Regions from separate parts of the Gasterosteus aculeatus genome. Here region 2 is linked to region 1. The links are chromatin contacts, called in public Hi-C maps. All regions are on one chromosome and are shown on one strand. The core of a region is the stretch at or near the end of the contact, and the rest is flanking DNA. Distances in the headings are between cores, read along the strand shown.

Region 1 (7,387 bases), core at 3,018-5,517:
CATCAGCCAACGGTAAGAACTGACGTCATAAGAGTACTGGAGAACATGCATACATATTTGGATACAGCCCACGCCGCACATTAAAAACACACACTTTGTCTTACCATTTGCCCTCCTTCTCACATCTGACTGGTGCAGATGGGGTACTTAATTATGCACCTATGCATACAAGCTGTCATACTTGTAGGTTTTGATTGCAGACAGGGAAGTTGTTGCAGTGCCGTTGTAAGACTTTCGTCAGCCGAGGCGATCTGCAGTTCTCCCTGTTTCAGGGGAAATAGGAGATCGCTCCTCTCTGCTAGGAATGCTGCTGTTGATTCTCCATTGTCATACTGCTGATTTACTATGACTCATCTCTGGTGCCTTTGTTTGTTGGTACATGCTCGTGCCTGTGAAAACGCATGCTCACACGTGAGCATCTGGGCACCTTGCAGTGCTTAAACCCCCCCTTGACCTGTCTTTCGAGGTCATCGGCGATCCTTCCGGCGAATCGCTAAATGACTGTGAAATGCTAATGCAGCTAATTAGAGAGGCACAAAAGCTGGGAGAGAAGAAGGTCGAATAGAAAGGAGGGGCCGGGCGGGGTCAACACCAGGGCAAAGGCTAAAATAAAGTCAGCCCAAGGAAAGGGTAGGAACTAGAAAATAATTACAGGTTTGCAGTCTTTCCGAGCTTGAGGACGGCTGGTTTCTAGGGTCTGATGCCAATCTGCTGTTATTGGAAACATGTGTCCCAACCAACCGGATTGCTTTGGCTTATAGCCCACCCTCTCTTTTATCACGGAGCCTTTCTCTGGCTCTTTTCTGTTCTTAATCTCTTGCCTCCTATCTGCATGTTCAGTTCGCTGTCCTGTTTCTTCATCCTCTCCTTTTCCGTTCCTCGGTTCTCACCTCTCTAACTCTGCCTTACAATCTTTCTTCTCCATCTTGTTTTTTCTGCCCACACACCCGTACACGTATATGTTTTAGCACGCTCCTCCGCATTTCTCTGCTGTAAAGTAACTGAGGTCGGCACTAAATCATTCCCTAATTTTTTTCCGGCCAAACTCACACTTGGCAGTGCAGAGAGGACACGATACATTGCCAGGTTTGAAATTCAATCTCGCGGTAATTCGCCGTTCGCAATTACATGTTTTATTGTATTGTTTAAACAGCCGTGCTGGAGTCGCTATTGACAACGTACTGCTCAGGACTAATAGCCTCCATCAATAACCTTGTATCTGTCCTCTACCTACTATTTCTCTCCCAATGCACGTCGCCCTAATGAAAAATACGATGAACACAATAAGAGAAGTGTATTGAATAACATGGCTGCGTTGTTTCATTTGTAATCATCAGTGACAGTAATACAGTATCTCTAATGCAAGCCACGCACTAATTGTACAGTCAGGAAGAAGGATCCACACTACAAAATCATCAAGTGTTGTTTTGTTTCATGTTTCAGTCCTTATATAAATATAACACAATGCTGCACCCACACTCTCAAATATGCATACCGGTCTCCTTCAAACCGCTCTTAAAATGCATGTTTTGAAATGCATTGACTCACTGAACTGCATCTTACTTTATATTCACTTCAAATTGCTGAGGTACTGTTTGCTCTGTCTGTTTTGTTGCCACCTTGTGTGATTTGAGACGATGAAAGAGAAAAAAAAATGAAATGCATTGTGATTATTATTATTATTATTATCATGGAGCTGAGCATCATCAAGATAAAAATATATAATGCCGTATTTAATGAGATGTGTCTTTCTAGAGCTAAGGTCAATGATGTGTGTGTGTGTGTGTGTGTGTGGTATAACCATTGAAGCTATACTCTACGCTTCTATTTTGTAGGCTTCAAAGCACCAAGTAGAACATAATAATCCAACAGGGAGGCTGCATGCACAAGGCCAGGACAGAGGTAGTTGAAAAAAACCTGAGGGTTTGCAGTTCAGAACTGCATGTGCTATTCACTGACTAAACAAATGTTATGTGAAACAGAAAGTGCAATAATAAAGCGGTTGACCAACCTATTTCACCTTGGAAATGAAATATATTCTGGTGTCAAAGTGTAGAATAGCAGGTAAATAACACTGATAATAAACTGATGATAGAGTGGATATTGTATATTGTTATGCGTGATACAGAGCTTTATGAATGAAATGAACATGTTAAATAATATCATATTTAGCAGAATTAGTTTGATATACCTTTGAAAGTAAACCAGCAGTGTCTTTATTCTTCCAAAATGTTACGTTTAAAAAAGAAAAAACGCATAAAAAGTTGATTGTGGTAAATCAGCTTTTTAAGCGTTGGTTGCGTATGTGAGAGATGGATAGAAGAGGCCTTTTTGTTTTCTCTCCTCCCTTCCTCCATTATTCAACTGACACTTTGGGATCGATTGTGCAAAGCAACATGGCCTGCTGGATGAAACATGTCCTCTCTAGGTACACAATGATAAATAAAGCACTGCGAGCCACCGCGCTCCACCGCTGCATCGCTAAGGAGGCGAAGGGGACAAAAAGAGAGAGGGCCAAATCAGAAGGGCAAACAATGGGAGTGACGTAAACTGAGTAGAAAATGCAGATGCTACAGATGCAGCTCCCTGTGCTTAGTGCAGTGTGCGTAGGTTGGAACATAGGGGGCAAGACAGAAATATTTCACCCACTCACACATTAAGGCGATAATTCATTATCATGCATAGCAGACTCCTTAGTAACATGGTGTTTGCTCCGGTGAGTGTCAAGTCTAATTCAAAGACGACTTTGATGGTGAGGCACAGAACGAGGCTGCAATATGTTATTGTTTCCATGACAGCCTTGATGATGTCTGATACATTTTGTCAGTGATGTCTTGAAGTGCACTTTGTGGTTGAAAACAAAGACGTACCAAAGGCTCATTTTCACCTTTGCATGTGGCTACATGTGAAGAGCTAAAAAGAGCTGTATGGGCGGAGGAGCCTCTTGATTGACGCCACATTTACGTCCTGTCAACATGCTCTTGGTTCTGCTTTACCCTGCTGGGCAGTTGAGCAATTTTTCATAATGTAACACGTTTCTTTTTCGCTGCACAGGTTTTACTCGTCACCTTACAGCATCTCCACCAATCGGATGATTGCACAGACTTCGATCACACCCTTCATCGCTGCTTCGCCTGTCTCCACATATCAGGTGTGTGGACCCCTCTCACAAGTTTTGCTGGCCGGAAGGACTCCAGATAAGCTAAATAAGTGAATATGGGGTTGCGTATTTAGAATAATAAGTGATGGTTTCATTGTGTTGCTTTTTTCTTCCAAATTCCGGGTACTTGGTTAAACTGTTACGTCTTCTTCTAGTCACTTCTACAAAACACAAGTTCAATTTTCAGCCATACATTTTGCCGTTGCTAAACCTCTCTGTCCAGGCCACAGATTTAACTGAGCATTCAATGATCAAAGCGGACTTTGATGATGAAACCTCCGCTGCGAAGCAGTAATTATTAGACTTTATTGCTCGCTGTGGCCTTTATATCCTCTTATAATTGCAGAATAACATGCTGTATAGTGGACCCTCAGTTAGGGATGTAATATCCGTTAGGACACGCTGCTGCAGGTACTGAGGCTCTGAAATATGCTTGTAAAGACCAGAGCTAATGATTCATCTTTGTCTCCTCTCCTCTGTGTTTTTCTCATTATGGCTTTGCCATGCTGCCTTCCAATTCACCTTCTTTATGTTTTCTCTTTTTCAATTCTTTAACCACTTACAACTATATTTATAATTTCCTCCCTTCTGTATCCGCCTACTCATCCCCATCCTCTTCATTTTCTCTTATTTATTTATATTTCAACACTCAATCTTTTTCTGTTTCCTCTATCATTTCTGATTTAATTGTCATCACCGGTACATGCAACATTGGTGCATGTTGTCATTTCCTGCCGTTGCTTCTCCCTGCGTCCTCTCATCACCTCAGGTCCAGAGTACATCGTGGATGCCACATCAACAGTATGTAATGCAACCTACAGTAAGTTTTTAAGACCGCTCTATTTTTTGTTCTTATGTCATGTAAAGCATAGACATTTATTGGATCGTTCCAATTGTGACTGTACGCAGTTTTTGTTATTTTTCATTTGTTTCCCGTATGTCAATGCAAAAGATGAAGCAAGTAACGGAAAATGATCCAAATAACAAAACAGAAACAAAACAGCTTCCCCACAAGTGCGGCACGTGACAGCCAAACCCATATCAGTGCTGAAAAAAAAGAGTAAGCCCTGCATGCGAGTCTTACCCTGCTGAATCAGCCGGTGCACGACCTCCTTTAACAGCAGAGCTCAGCGGAGTTTGTAATCCACAATAGAAGGTTGCTCCCTGCTGGTTTGAAATGAGACTGCAGATACAAAGCTGACTTCCAAAGGTGTGGTTGATCGAAATGTTATACTGATATTAAAGTGGATATTAACGTAAACAGTGATGCACACACATATTCCACATAATTGTCAGAAGAAGAGAGGCACATCGTTGCCTCGCATGCGTAATACCTTGTTGGTTTTTTCAAAGCGCAGCAGGTTTAATGAATAAGGAAATCACAGATTCATATTGGAACCACACCATTACCCTGAAAGGCTTCAGATAAACGGTAAACCGTAATCACCTCTTAAAGATTTATTCATCAGCAGTTTACAGTTTCACTGGCTCTGCTCGTCTACAGTGCAGTTCAATAAACTGTTTTTTTTACTAGCCTGTAAACTCATGTGATTTAACTACACGCCTGCCCTGAAAAGTGGCGTGAATAGATTAGATTAGATTAGATTCTCCGTGTGAAAAATATTTCCATCATCGGAGAAGTGATGAAGTACAATGAGGACATCCGTGTTATTAGTGTGTTAATCAGATTTCAGACACGCCACGTCATGTGGACACCCAGGACACCCCATGACGACGCTGGCTCCTCCGGACTTTTCTGGCTCGCTCCTTTCCAATAGATATGTGTCTAAAAAGAATGATCTGTCGTCCAGATTTCTATCTTACCAGCAGGGTTTTGGAAACATCTGCCGACTATATTCCTGCAAAATTCAGTAATGCTCCATTGAAACTGTGACGATAGTTAGAAGCAGCACAGATATGTTATCTCAGGCAGGAACTGAGGGATTCCAGCAACCATCGTCATATATTGTTAAATTAGTTCAAAATTCTATTGTCCTCCTCTCTACAGTTCTCGTTTCCTTCCTCTTTGTGTCCGTGCTCTAACTCCTAAAAATATTCTGTTGTCATGTCTAATTAAAATTATGTCCGTGAGAGAAAATAATCCCCTTCTCTAAATGTGTTTTCAATCAAGTGTCCCTTCTAATTGTTTGGTCGAGCCGCTTGATAAGGCCGCAAAAGACTCGGGGGAAGACGGAGCGACATAAGGAGCAAAAGACGGAATGAGGGACAGGAAGAAGAAAAAAGTAGCTGTAGAGAACATTTGACAGAGTGGGGACAGGAAGGTAGAAGCAGGCACAGGGAAAGGAGAGGACAGAATACGTTGAGAACAAAGAAAAGAAAACAACTGCTGCAGAGGCATGTCTGGGCTGTGCGCGCCTGCTCCCCAGTATTGTCTCGGCGTCGTCAAAATCCCCGTTAAGACAACAAAGGCGACGGCTAGTCATTGTGTTTCTTGGAACCAGAGGAATTAAAGCTGTGTCAGGGAGACGGACTCAGGGAGACGGGCTGAGAGAAACACAGCGGCTTAATTCTGTTCCCATCGTAGCAGAGGCTCCCTCACTGCTGGGCCTCAGTTAGTGACTGCTAACTTTGATTAATGTGCGACACAGTGAAGCTGTTGCACGCAATAACGCCTCTGCTAATCACTCAGTCACGCCATCTTCGTGACTCGCGGCATTCCGCGAGTCAATTTCATCTGTTTACAGAAAAAATGAAAAATGAAATGCATGAAAAAGAAGGGGAGGAGAAGAAAAGAGGAGGGATTGAGTGAGCAAGAGAAGGAGCGAGTTCAAAGTTTAGGCAGATTCTGTACTTTTCTCTCTGCCGTCCTCTCGGAAAAATATAACCGTCAACCTTGTGTTCTCGTGTATTGCCAACCCCAGAATAAACAATGTCCGATCCTTGAAAACATTAACACATACACAGCATCTAATTACACACTCGTCTTGCACCAACTACTTTCCCTGCGTGCAGGGACAGCAAGTTCAACCCTTCTACAGCTGTAAACCAGAGCAGACAATTAGTCTTTGCAGGTTTCCTTTTTGCTTAATGCAGCTTTCTTTCTGCGTGGAAGCTTGTTTCGAGACTGCGTGAACGAGAGAGAGCGAGCGAGCGAGGATGAGAAATGATTAAACGGGGGAATGTATTATGTAGATGGATGAAAATCCTGGTTAATAGCTGGATTCTGCCTGCTATCTACCGGCTGGAGCCGACGCTTTGTGTGGCTTCGTGGGCAGATTGTTGGATGCATCTGTGTACAGAAGCCTCTCTCTGTGTGTGTGTGTGTGTGTGTGTGTGTGTGTGTGTGTCATTCAGTGGTGAGGACGATGTTGACGGAGTGATCCTGATGGCTGGGCAGCTGTGTTCTTCAAACAGATTTCCCTTTGAACACAGCAGTCAGGAGGAAGAGCACTCAACACTGTTAACTGATCCGACGATTGTTGCCTGTACTGTCTGTACCGTGTGTGTGTGTGTGTGTGTGTGTCCCTCTGAAGCCTTCAGACACAAGGAACTTCCCTCACAGAGGTTTGCAACTATGAGCAACTCTGACAGCGCTTCACAATGCTAGAACTTCCATTACTGTTTGTGTTTTTACTTTGTCAGTGTGCTTGTGTTGTTCAAGCCTCCTCAGGAGACTCCACAGACACAGAGCTTTAAGAGCGACCGCCACATAACTGGGCCGGTGCCCAAAATACCTCCATTTAATACCTGTGTTCTTCTAACATCCCGTCTCAACATGCAGCTACAGAAGTGCCGACCGCTCTCTGTAGCGATGCTGACACACGTCCACGGATGCTGTCTGGGCTCACGGGAAGTGCAGTTAAACAGCTATCAGGAATGAACAGGCCTCTGCAGGGATGTTGCCAGGCCTCTCGGCACACAGTGTGAGGAGTCTCCTAATAAATACAGAGCTGCTGAAGCTATAGCTGAGCTGAACTGGAAGAGAAGAGCTCAGCGCATCAAGGTGTTAGCAGGCATCAAAGCCCTCCACGTTGGAGAGATTTACAGTAAGAGCCTTTCTGCTCCATTCAGACGCTCGCCCCGTCAGGCCTCCTGCCCCGCGAGCCGGCTGACTGGCTGCACTGCTGTCAAACCGTTTTTAGTCATCTAACTTGGTTGGAAGTCTTTCTATTATGAACGATTTACTTTTGAGGCTAGCTGTCTCAAAAAGCTCTTCTTTACTAGTATAGCATACGTAAACACCCCGTTCCCTTTGCAGTACACATG
Region 2 (7,387 bases), core at 2,147-4,646, 150 kb before region 1:
CCCCCTAACAAGCTTGTTTGGCAGTACAGAAAATATCGCAAAAGGAATTTTCTCCTCTGACAAACCCCAAAAAGGTGCCAACAACAAATATCACATACTTTTGTTGTACTTTATGAATTCTAGATTGGTGTAACAGAATATTCTACAGCATTTTGAGTAGTGCTTCACAAATATTTGAAATAGAATCGAGTAGAGTAATTATTAGTCTATGGTTCGGTGCTTCATGAGGAAACTAGAATCATCTCTATCCATCTATCTGTCCGTAAAGTCCCATATTATGTGTGAACTTGACTTGTGGTTTCCTGCATATTTTTTTTGTTTTTTCAAACTAGTGTTTTTAAAGTAAAGATAAACACATGCACGGTTGATAGCTCTTTGGGTGGGAAGCTCTTGGAGCCCCATCCTACTCCATCCCAGCATGTTGCATTCCTGAGAGCTGCTAACAGATGGCTATGTGGAGAGACAGATGGGGCAGAGACATATAGAGACAAACCATGGAAAAATGAATCTTACGATGCAGCAATACAATAATACGAGTGACCAGCTGATCAGCAAACAGATTGCTCAAAGGACACTTAAGATCATAAGCGGTGCTGCAAAAGAATGACAAATGATAATATATTGAATAAATAAACAGCAGCATATTGAAAATCTTGAGCACAACAAAATGAGTGCAACATCTCTCAACGAAATCAGTTGTTTTCTCCACTGACAGCAACCAATCCAAAGACTTGCACCTCTGAATGTCCATGTTATTTGTGTTTGCTTGCTCGAACCAGATCCTGACCTGAGAAGGCGGGCCATGGCGTGCCGGGAAGCATAGTGCAGTGGAGTGTTGTGCTGGTAGGACTCTCCGTATGTAGAGTTGGGATCCAGAGCCTCCTTGAACTGCGGGTTGCTCTCATACAGGTGGCAGGCCAGCACGTCGTCGCCATTGACGAGAGCCTTGCGGAACTTGGTCGCCGTGTTCCCCATCTTTTTCCAACTGTAGGTTCACGCTCTGTCTGATACAGCCGCTGACGTTGTCCTCAACCCGATCAGGTCCAATAGGCCAGCATACTGAAGGTCATTAAGAAGAAGAAAAACAGGCGTTTAATTCCTTAGCAGGTGTGTCCAAGTCAAGCAAGGCACAAGGATGAGAGTTGCATCTCTAAGGTTGCTCCCATCGCTCTGCCACAAGCCCCTCTGTCAGCATCTCCGCTGCACTGTAAACAACCTTGCTGTGTTTCTCTTTTTTTTCAAATAAGTAAACATAGGGCCAACAAAGCTCACAGGGAGAGAAGGACAAGACTTCCTCTGGCATCACCAGGAGCTTCCGCCTCAACTTGCCAATGCTGCCCGTCCCACTGAGGCTAGGAGTCATGTGAAACAGGGTATCCTCAACTGAAGAGCAACACACAGCAAGTCAGCATTACGCTCCCACCAGAGCACCATATGGTAATGACTGTTTGGGCCATGTGATGCTTTTATGTATTTTTTAGCTCCAGCACAAACCAACAAAACACTTCTCCTTCAGCATGATATAGCTCATGAAATTGAATTCTTATGACCATAAAAAACGTACACAGTAATAGCTCGGTGTGCAGAACTTATGTGCACAATAGAAGGAAAAAAAATGCTTCCTGAAAACATTACAAATACATAGCATACCACTTGCTGCAAGTGCACAACAATAACAAAGGAAGTGGGACACTTTTGTTGACATTCCATTTGCAGGACAATTGATTATTTTTGGCAGCCATGTAAACAGTCTAAATTGTGTATGAACCTGACTCTCTGGACTAAGCTTTACACGCGGTCAGCTTAAACAACAAAAGCAACTCGGTGTGTCTATGTAATGGAGCAAATTCCAGAGGGCTTTTGTAATCTTTCTGGCAGTAAAAAGTTATTCCCACTATAATTTAGGGAATGTTTACGTCAAGCCACATTTCTGAAGTAAAAATTTGAAGTTGAAGGGTCACACCTCTTACATGTATGTATATATGTATGTGTACATACAGAAGCAAAGGTATACAGCCAGCTACCATTTTATTATTTAGACCTACTAAAACTAAGGTTGTTTAATACAGTCCTGTAATAAATCCCACCACCATGAAGGTTATAATGTTGTGATTTCTTGTACGTGTGTATGATGTAGTCTCTATAGAAATGTGTTTATTTTTCCTACCATAATTGACATAACATACATACAAAAGTGGCTCATTTAAGGCGGTGGTTGTAGACATCTCAGGCATACTTTTAATGGGACACATGCACACAAGTAACATTAAGACTGCTGGAAATACTTCACACTTAAAATGTAAATTTGAATATCACACGCGTGGAGGTGTTTTTAAATGGAACGTTTGTTTGGCCAGTACGACGGCATATGACCGAACAAACGGGACGTGGATAGTGCTGCACTGGTTGTTTTGATGTGGTTAAATCTGACCTCTGTTAACTTTGATTAGTCGAGGTTTGGCTCACTTACTGCGAGTAAACTAAAGTTGTTGTTGTTGTTGCAGAACAGAGGACGGGCACCTTGGGAATCACCGTCATCACAAACACACGATGTCACAGGTGATAACACACTCCGCGATAAGGACACACTGTAATTGTAGAACTAACAACACGTGTGGCAATTGTTTAAAGAACACTCCTCCGTGACGGCATCAGGCGACATGCAGTTAAACATGCCCACCTGCCAGTGGCAGTTAAGCGCACACACACACACACACACACCAGTAAACAACGTTAATAGTTGGTCAGTGAAGTCCTTCTCGCAGGCCTTTGCCCGTGTTGTCTGCAGCTGTTTACCGTTTCCGCTAGCTCGAACCCGACTGAGTGTTGTGTAGTTAATAAACAGTCCGTTTTGGGAGTTAGTTACAATATAACGTCAGGTTCGTGAGAGCATTCACCTGCCAACAGACCTCGGGAAGCGTTAGCTGCAAATCATTCCGTTTGTTCAAAGGGTCAGTGTTCATCACAACGCATAGTGGACAACAGCATTGTTAGCTTGATGTTGTTCAAAAAACATTTTTTTTTTTTAAACATCATGACGCTCGTGCCTGCGTTAGCTAACGTCAGCGCACGCGCTAGCGCGTCAGCCGTGCTGCTAGCCAACTAAGCTAGCACAGTTAGTAAAAAACTCTTGGTAACTTAAACGACGAGTGACAAGTATTCTTACACGCGTGGTACATATCGCGGTGGCAGACCTGACCTCGAGGACCGACTGTCACTCGCCGGCGGCGAACAGAGGACAGCTTGTTGGCGAGGCAATCCGCAAACGACGTCTGGCCGAGGCAGCGACGTTATTCCTGTAAACTCCTCGTTTACTCTCGGCTGCTGGCTGCTGCGCGGGTTGCCAGGTTTGCAATCTAAACCCCAAAACAGACGGAGGGAGAGATCCAAACACGCTCACGCACTGATGCTACTATTAGTAGTAACTAGTTTTACACGCTATTGTAACAGTATTCTGAAATTACGGTATGCAGCCACTGAACATTTGCACTGTTATTACATATCCATTTCTTACTGTTCATATTGCATAACTATTTCTTACTGTACATATCTATTTATTCACTTATTACACTTTACATATGCACATACTCTGCACTTTTTGCTATTTTGCACTTCTGGTTGGATGTTGAACTGCATTTCGTTGCCTCAGTACTTGTACCCTGTGCAGTGACAATACAGTTGAATCTAATCTAATCTAATGCAATGTTGAACTAAGTGGGTGTTTTTTTATGGTATGATGTTGGTTTCAAAGTCCACTGTGTAACGGGATCAGCACGCGTGCCGCGATGTGACGAACATACCAGCGTGTCATTCAAATGTACAGATTCCCTGGGACAGAAAATACAAAAAGTCATCAAAATTGGATTGTTTTGTGGATTTAGCATGTTCTGGTCATTATATTGAATAATAAGATAATATTACAATATGATTGATTTCACATGGCGCTCATCTCAACCTGTACAGAGCCGGTGATTTCAACAACAGGCTCCTGGAGTGATTCATTTCGTAGCTGCTAGTACAATAAAATGACACTAGAGTGCGACAGAGACCAAAGAATCAAATAGTGCACGTCGTGCTTTTGGATGGAGGTGAAGTTACGCTTGGCATCCTTTCAACCGTCCAGTCTTTATGTGTTGTACATCAAAAGGGTGACTCAGATAAGATTTAAGTGGCTTTTCCTTCCATCAATCCTGCATGCATGCACTGGTTCCTATGTTACGTTACATTATTTTTTGTCATTTAGCTGACTCTTTTATCCTTAGCGACTTACAATAAATTCAAGTTCTTAATGTGCAATGAACCAATTAAAATATATACCAGCATTAAATAGGACAGTGTGAGGAATTACAGACTTTAACTGGTCAATTCAACAAATGCTTCTATTAAATATACCAATTAGTCCATCATATATACAGTAAGGTATATTTAAACAGGGATAATAAATAAAGAATCAGACACTCAATAGAACACATAAGCCTTTTATTATCAAATATTCGAACATTGCAATGAAGGTATTTATAGCATATCTTCAACACATTTATGAGTGCAGATTTCATATCAACAGGCCTTCAATAAATAATCTGTAAACACATAACCTCACTTAAAGGCAGATAGACTAATGTATGCACACAAAAACATACAGACCATGTTGTTTTTTTAAGGCGTATCTTAACAAATGCTTTTGCACTTTCAAAACTTCAAATACAAAGTTACATAATGGGGTGGAGAAAAAAATATATACAAAGTTGAGAATGGACAGACTGAAACAGAATAGATAGAATGTGTGACAATAATGCAGATGCTGATATTGTGCCACATGCCCCTTGGTGGCACAATTAATTATTTGTGTCCTTAATATTTTCTGTGTGACCACAAACGGAAAACAATATGTGATCACCACATTTATTGACACCAAGACAAATTCTGGGTGTTCACATGAACCCTAAAAAACAGTAAAACATGACTTTTATCACTGGTGGCAAACTATGAATAAACAAAATGAGAGATGACGAACCATTCAAGGGTTTGTGTAAAAGGAATAGTAAGCTGCCATGCCTTTGGCTGAGGGGGCGTCTTTGCTATAGGAGCTACTGTTGATGGAAACAGAGGCCAAGTCCTCACACTTGATGTCAGAGGATGAGTCCTCTGCGCCGGGACCATTGAGTGACAAACGCCTTCGTTTACAGGCTGTGGAATAAGAATCAGCCTTGTCTAAGGACAGAGCGGACGACTGTGCGTCTGCCCAGGAGGAGATCAGACTTCCGCTGCTGTTCACCTCCTCTTCAATCTGTGCTTTCACTTTGTTTGAGTCTTCTGGGAAGCCAGTGGTGGGACTGGGCCTGGGAGACCAAGGCAGGCTGGGAGAGACCTTTCTCTGGTAAGCTGCCCTGGACCCCCACCCTGCAGACATGGTGGTGAAAGGAGAGTCCGGGTAGTAGCTGAGAGCGTGGGATGTTTGCATGGACAGGGATTTGATTCCGTAAGGAAGCAGGGAGCTTGAGTATTCTCCCTCGTAGGGGGTCAGGTCCAGTTTGTTGCCGGTGCTAGTGCCGTTCCCCCCTTGCTGCATGGAGGTGACAAACCACCTCTGCGAAGTTCCGTCTTCTGTCTGAGGCGAGAGGAGGCTGTTGGTCTGCGGCACGGCTCTCTCGCTGTTATAGAAGCGATTCTGGGGAAGGTTGTTGACAAATTGGTCCTGGAAGAGGGGCTGCATGGTGTAGCGGGCCCCGGGGACAATCTGGTGGGCCCGGGGCGAGTCGGTCGGAGATGGTGTTAGGCGGTCATTTTCTTGAGCTGTGTACATCCTGAAAAACACATGTAGTTATGAACTTGAGTTCAAAAGTGTCTCGGTGAAAAAAAACATGGTGTGAAAACTAAATCTCGAGTCGGTAAATAAAAATAATTTACAAAACAGTACGACGGTATATGTGATAATATTAATACTTTTATGAATTACTGTGTTGTTAGAATGTGATATTAATACTCTGTAGTCGGTGAGAAATGAAATACTCACGAGTCATAATTATCTCTGAATCCTTTGGCAAACGGGTTGTGGTCAATCTTCAGTTGTGTAATCTTGAATAAAGCAAAATGGAAGAATACATTTTATATTAATATGAGAAGATATAGAACAAGCATCGTGCAGTCACATGCCTAATAACCTACACATGTCAAACAATGCAATGAAATGGCAGATAGTTAGACATTAAAAACCTATGTCCATTGAATAACTTTGAATGAGTAAAGATTACAAATTGATCAAAACAGAATGCCGTTCCTTATAAGGCAGAGATAGTCTGAGTAGTTTATCCCAAAATGCTTACATCAGTGTTCTGGTAGGCCGTCACAGCTATGAACTGGTTCTCGGGAAAGGTGAAGCTCTGAGTCTTAACCTCAGTGCTGATGTCCTCCACCCCGTCTTCCATCACCTCGACGATGTGCAGCCGGGGCTGATACTTGTGCAGCGACTGCAGGACAATCATCTGCATAATCAACAGGGTAAAATCCGTTAAATCCTCTGATCAAATAAAACAAAACGTTTATTTTATCATAATTCCCCACACATTCCCAATTTCTGCAAGTATACCTTTTTTTTATAGATGTGGTTATATTTAACGAAACAAACTAATTTACATCCAAACTTTATTAAAATATGTATCTTGTAATTTACATTAAACTATTAATGGTGTTGTAATCAAGTCGATTCCGGTTTATATTGATATTTAACTGCATATATCTATGAAAAAATCAGTTAACATTGTAATTTCGTTTCATTTAGTTATTTAGTGCTTCATACCTGTGTAGTATTGTGATTGGTCCCCTTGTTGTTCGTGAGTTTCAGTTTGCTAAAAGAAATCTCTTGTCTCATCCAGTGGGCTCCCGTGTTCGGAGACTCTGGGTGGATGTACACTTTGTTTCCTGAAATAAAGACGACGCCTTTAGCCCCAGGTGCTAAAGAGCACTAGACACACACGTGTTATTATGCATCGAAATATTTGTACTTTTGAGAGTTAATAAATAAAACAAACAAAATCGCTGGTTAGTAATGTAAGTTATCGACCTGTTTCACTACCTTGGCCGCTGTTGTCCGCCTTGCCGCAGGTGACCCACTTGCCACCTTGGAACCTCCAGTGGTTCGGGTCCGCCAGCACCACCTCCACGAAGACGTTGTAATGCGCTGTTAGGTTGAGACCAGCTATGTTAAAACTGAGGAACGGGAACATCCGCCTGAAAGCACAAAAACAACATCGAATAAATGATAAAGCAATTTTAAAAAAGCATTTTTTTTTTTACAGAGAAAGCCCGTTCTTGGTGCCCATGTCCAGCAAATTTCCCGGGCCTTATCCTCTCACCTGCCCTGCTTGGTGATTATCATCTCGGTCTGGTG

The links. A called contact is a pair of places that touch in the nucleus more often than the background predicts.
Region 2: a contact with region 1 is called in a Hi-C map of skeletal muscle, with 8 times the contacts expected there. The contact joins the promoter of LOC120810238 here to the enhancer-like site in region 1. A contact is called at or near these places in 3 of 6 Hi-C or Micro-C datasets (skeletal muscle and tail fin).

What each region holds. Positions count from the first base shown.
Region 1 is chr20:13,947,606-13,954,992 of fGasAcu3.hap1.1, reverse strand. LOC120811217 (RNA-binding motif, single-stranded-interacting protein 3) reads left to right here. Exons shown (of 14, transcript XM_040166460.2): 9 at 3,055-3,151; 10 at 3,930-3,980. Among protein-coding and RNA genes, the nearest start is that of entpd3, 17 kb to the right of the region's middle. Within about 2 kb of position 4,267, at least 1 of the 9 cell types and tissues checked has open chromatin away from gene starts, as enhancers often do.
Region 2 is chr20:14,100,543-14,107,929 of fGasAcu3.hap1.1, reverse strand. It overlaps LOC120810238 (ankyrin repeat and IBR domain-containing protein 1), which reads right to left and starts at 3,396. Exons shown (of 20, transcript XM_040164615.2): 1 at 3,200-3,396; 2 at 788-1,059. The coding sequence starts at 975. eomesb (eomesodermin homolog b) reads right to left here. Exons shown (of 7, transcript XM_078094168.1): 2 at 7,353-7,387; 3 at 7,073-7,227; 4 at 6,797-6,918; 5 at 6,324-6,482; 6 at 6,014-6,075; 7 at 4,463-5,804. The coding sequence ends at 5,018.